Regions from separate parts of the Gossypium arboreum genome. Here region 2 is linked to region 1. Evidence: chromatin contacts called from public Hi-C data. All regions are on one chromosome and are shown on one strand. Each heading gives the region's core, a stretch centred on a gene start, on an enhancer-like site or on the middle of the called end of the contact. The rest is flanking DNA. Distances are from core to core; before and after follow the strand shown.

Region 1 (2,700 bases), core at 10-2,509:
GAGAAAAGCAAAAGCTGAAATAACTAAGACAACTAGAACACGAGACCAAACTCCTAAAAGTTCTTCACATCTTTGTTTTAAAAAAAAAATAGTTCATGGGAATGAATAAAAACTAATCAAGAAAAATGTAGCTAAAACCAAAAACAAATTGGGGAAAAGCTCTACTTTAACTCCCACAAAGATGAAAACTTCAACTCCTTTCCTCAGCTCAAAATGAAAACAAAAAAAAAATCCCGAAAAGGGAGAAAATAATAAAGTTTCATCAAACTCACTTGCAGCTAGCAGCAATGGCAGCGAGACCATCAGTTGAAAACCCTTCACAAGAAGAAAGCACCAATACTTTGAAGTTCTTAAACGACTTAGCAATAAGCTCCAAGCTTTCGTCGGTAACGACCATCCTTTTAAGTCGAATCTCTTCGAGCCAAGGATAAGCTCCAGCCATCTCCGCGATCCAAGGAAACACGTAACCTCCCCATCCGTCCGGCACCAGATTGAAATCCGCAAAGTGCGGTTTCCCTTTCAACTCAATGGATCTAAACTCGGGGAAACGTCTGATCACCATCCTTGGGCTCACAGCGTAACAGTTCCCCACAAACACTTTCCTCCGACACCAACGCTCGATCTCGTACCACGATTTACACACCATCGACACCGCGTTCCGGTCTTTATCTGATTGTATGAACGAGAACACATGCTCTAGCACCTCGTCTGGGAACGAAAACGCCATTTTCTTATGCATTAATTAAACCTCGAATAAAAGGAAAAAAAAACCACACACACAAAAAAAAATGAATGAAGGCTTTTGATAGGAAAGGATGAATTTTTTTATCTCGATTTTGGTCTTGGGTTTGGGCAGGATTTGCGTTTACTTAAGGTTTAGAGTTTGTTTTTTGAGATCTGAAACGCCATTAACGAAGCTTATAGGGGGAGCAGAGGCTGGGAGGAAGCTATTGAGAGAGAGAAAGAAAGTGAAGTCAAAGACAGACACAATGGACGAGAGAGGATAAGGATTTTTATTTTTGTGTTCGTAAGAATGGTTAGATTTTAACCATGATTAAATTAGTCATGGGAAATAAAGGACAAGCGAGAGAATTTCAATTTTTTTTTTGTGGGTCTGCTTAGATACTGATGGGCGATTAGGAAAGTAACACGTAGTGATGGAGAGATGTGGGCCGTAGGATAGACGATGAGAGAGGTTCTTATCCGTCGACGACTAAGGGGAGCCGCATAAAACGGGTATATGGAAGAGATATGGGGCAGTGGCACAGCAGTAGCAACGAGTTGGATATTTATAACTTTTTTCATATAATTTATAAATTTAATTTCATTTATCATTTGTATTACCTTTTGATTATACCTAAATTTTAAAAGTATATTTTTTATTAAGTAGATTTACCATTTGTATTACATTTAAGTAGAAAATAAATATGAACAAGAACAATGCGTATTTAAGTAACAAATATACAAGTTCAAATTTGTTATGAATATCTAAATTTAATTATTATTATTATCTATATTACCTAAATTCGTATAAAAACAAATAGGATGTCCACGTATAACCATCCTACATCAAGCACATGTTTAGCGAGATTTTGAATAAATATCGGAAGGAAAAAAGGAACGAGATATTGGAGGGGCTGATAAAGTGTGATGATGTGTAGGGAGAGAATGGTGGTGCAAGGAATCTCATGATTCACGTAGCACGGCTGGATCTGAGGGATCGGATATTGCGGGGACCACAAGAAAGGGGTTAAAAAATAAATAATGAGGAATGATCTGATGTGAAATCTTGTTGTCATGACATCACGGCCGTCCAATCATATACAATTGTTTGCATTCAAAATCATGCTATCATTGTCCCCGCGTACAACCCGCCCTATTTATTCATCTCCAACGGCCTTGATTCATTTCATCATTATTGATCAAGTATAAATAAAAATTATTTTCTTTTTATAATTTAGATTTCACATGTCTATAAAAGGGATGAGTCAAGGAAAAACGAATGGAGTACGAACGGGTGCACCATGCACCTTGATCAAGACCGTCTGATCAGGTTTACCTTTTCACAGTGTACGGTCGAAATACACAGAACCCGGAAAAAAAAGCTTTCCAAGTAGTAATTAATAAATATTAATTTTTACTGCAAAGGGTAAAAAAAAAAAAAGAAAAGGTTAAAGAGTCCCCACAATTACAACCGGCTGCACGTACATGTCTTCAGAGAAAATAATTGACTCTTTAACTGGTTTTGTAAAATAACGAAAATACTCCTCATCTTACCAAAGTATTCGCCCTCCCACTTCAATTGAACAAAAGGGTAGTTTTGTCAGTTGGCGAAAAGGACATGGTATTATGGGGTTGCACTGTCTTGGCATGGAGTCCCTTGAGCTGTCCCTTTTATGTAGAAAAAGCTGAGAGGTTAAAACTCAACGGCCCAGATCTAAAGTTGCTAAAAAGAAGAGATTTGAACCGTCGGATGGCTTCTTCAGATAAGCGTCCTTATCGATCGCAACTGTAAAAGCTTGTCTCTACCTATAGTATATACAGTACATACATTATATACAAAAAATATTTTTTTTAAATGAAATTCATTTATTTTCTTAAAACTAATTCTTAAATAATTTGCCCTGAAATTTAGATAATAATTTGTTTAATACAAATAGGAAATGCTCGGGACGGTCGCATGCACAGTCCATTTCATCC
Region 2 (2,743 bases), core at 186-2,685, 940 kb after region 1:
ATTATTATCGAGTTTCCCTTATTCTTTTATCATAATTTCTCTCTTAAAAATATTCTCATTACTTTTCGATTTAAATTCATATCTCCATGATTTATGAATCATTATTATAACTGTAAATGCCTTTATTTGGAGTCTAAATTACGAGCTAATATCCAAAGTTTGAAATGTAGGGGGTTTCTTTCACAAAAATAACTCCATTCCTTGTTATTCATACTCCTCGTGTGAACAAAGTGTACAATTCCTTGGCTTTCTCTCATCTCTGTCTTTGTAGCCACTATATGATCCAATCTGCTATTTAAAATTGAGGTAAGGTTAAAACTTTGGATACAGAGTAACCAAACTAGACTACTCTTGCGAAATTACAATCAACAAAAATGTATTTATCTCTGAAACATAAAATACACAAGACACTTTATTCACAATAACTCTTTTTTTTTTTTTTTTATCCCGGATGGTTTGCTATGTCTTCTTTCTATAATATTAATGCAACTATTTTTATCTCGAAAAATAAATATAAACACAATTTACTTTTAAGTTTGAAAATATTTTAGGTGAGAGAAAAAGAGAAATGGGTGGGGTATTTATTGTTCACAAATCAACTCCTTATTAAATAGGTTGGTTGGGAAACTTCACAACCTTGAGCTCAATATCCATAAGGGCTGAACACAGTTAACTATATTTTGTAGTACTTTTCCCTTGACATGCTAGCACGGATTCCTTAAATTCAACATCCATGTGTATTGAGATATCTTTAAAAATGTATTTTAAAAATTAAAATTTGAAGACAAATATTTAAATAATAATATTAAAAAATTATACTTAGGTCTGAAAACAGTTTAACTGACTTAAATCATTTAAAAATATAAAAGAATAAATAGAATATATTGTATTTATTGTATGAAATACTTTAAATTTTAAATGTAATCAAGGTATTTAAATACATGATATTTGACATTATTTTAGACTGCATACATGTAAAAAACCCAGGCTATATTTTGATTTTAAATATAGTAATTATGAATCCATATCTCTAGCTAAATAAATAAATGAATTATAACCTTCTGCAGGGAAGCACAACCGTCCGGGCGTTTGGTCTAGTGGTATGATTCTCGCTTTGGGTGCGAGAGGTCCCGAGTTCGATTCTCGGAACGCCCCTTTCTTATGTTACCTTTTTTAAATTTTTTTTTTGGCTCAGAGGCGCTGACACGTTCATATTGGTCAGAGACACAGAAAAAAAACGAGGGGCATTCCGAGAATTGAACTCGGGACCTCTCGCACCCTAAGCGAGAATCATACCACTAGACCAAATGCCCACTTTGTTTGTTAGTCTCAAACAAAATTATTTATAGTTAAGTTTACTTGAATAGTTTCCCGCCTTCAGGTACATTTTTTTGTTATTATTTCCCCTCCAAAAATCAAAACTCAAAAAATCCCAAAATGCTTTTGATGCATAAAAATGGGGTTTTATTATGCCACCATGTTAGCTTTCCCATCCATCATTTAAGAATTTGAGGTTTCCCACCAAATCATCGTTGATCACTGAGAAAAATCCTACATTAACAAATTGAATGGCTGCTGATACACGTTACCTCACTCACACTCTACTCTTTGAGTCTCACTCCCCATTCATCCGGTAATCTTTTTTCCTTTCAATATTCCAATTATCGCCCCCTTTTTTTTTCTACATGATTTTGGGGGATTCTCGTTAATCATCAAGAAAATTCTCAAAGTGTGATCCAAATAAATATTGTTGTGCTTGATAGTCCTGTAAATGAAAATGAAACCCAGTTGGAGAAAGCTTGCTTTGGCACTGAAGTAATGGATAATGATGATGGTGATGACGATATGGGTCATGTGGAGGATGTGAAAGCTGAACAAGCAATGTGTGAGCTTGATATGGAAATTGTGCTTGATAGTGAAGATGAAGGAAGTTGTAGAACCGAGACTATAACTCTCTTTAATTGTAGAAAGATCACTGGTGGAAGTGAAAAGAATGTGTCAAAGAAGAGGGAAGGGCAAAGCCCTTGTTTAGATGTTGATTCAATTGACAAACAACTCAGTGCAGGTTAGTCTTTCATTGGTTTTATTTTGTTTTAAATTTTTTATTCAATGTCATTGTACCCCCTTTTTTCTCTTAGCAAATTGAGATCAATATGATTGCTTTGTGTTTATGTTTTGGTTGAATCTTATGGTGCGTAGTAATTATTAGTAAATCATTTTCTGTGGTTTGAATTGAAGGGACGAAAAGATCTTCCAGGGATCATGATAGAAGTGATGAGACAAAGGATGTGCCTCAATTGTCTATAGGTGATCATGAGATTAGAAGGTTGGAATATGTCGATTCTCAGGAACCTGGAGATTCGTCCCAAGCTATTGCACTTTGCTTCGTCGATAACTTTTTGAGCTTTAATAGTGTGGATTTGTGTCAAGGAGTTGAAGAGAGAAGGAGGACTAAATCGCCTTTTGTCTCCAGTGCAAAGGGAACTCGACATTTGGCTAAGATAATCAATCGGGGATCTCCGGTCAAAGAAGTGGGAACCTTTGAATGGTTTGAGAGTTGTCATCAGGGAGAGACTGATTCCTTTAGCAAGAGAATGACAAGGTCTTCTGAATTTGGAGACTTAAGCCATCAAGATCTTCACAATAAAGGGCAAAGAAATTTAAGCAATGAGCATGAAGAGGAGCATGCACGCCGTCATTCACTTTCAGGGTTCAAGGATCAGGGTTTGAAAGCCAGTATCGG

The links. A called contact is a pair of places that touch in the nucleus more often than the background predicts.
Region 2: a contact with region 1 is called in a Hi-C map of leaf, with 4 times the contacts expected there. The contact joins the promoter of LOC108450895 here to the promoter of LOC108489355 in region 1. A contact is called at or near these places in 2 of 5 Hi-C or Micro-C datasets (both in leaf).

What each region holds. Positions count from the first base shown.
Region 1 is chr8:126,445,777-126,448,476 of ASM2569848v2, forward strand. LOC108489355 (protein TRANSPORT INHIBITOR RESPONSE 1-like) reads right to left here and starts at 1,260. Exons shown (of 3, transcript XM_017793849.2): 1 at 273-1,260. The coding sequence starts at 739.
Region 2 is chr8:127,385,068-127,387,810 of ASM2569848v2, forward strand. LOC108450895 reads left to right here and starts at 1,436. Exons shown (of 8, transcript XM_053018219.1): 1 at 1,436-1,633; 2 at 1,764-2,065; 3 at 2,239-2,743. The coding sequence starts at 1,569. TRNAP-UGG (transfer RNA proline (anticodon UGG)) reads left to right here and starts at 1,084; the gene lies at 1,084-1,155. TRNAP-AGG (transfer RNA proline (anticodon AGG)) reads right to left here and starts at 1,313; the gene lies at 1,242-1,313.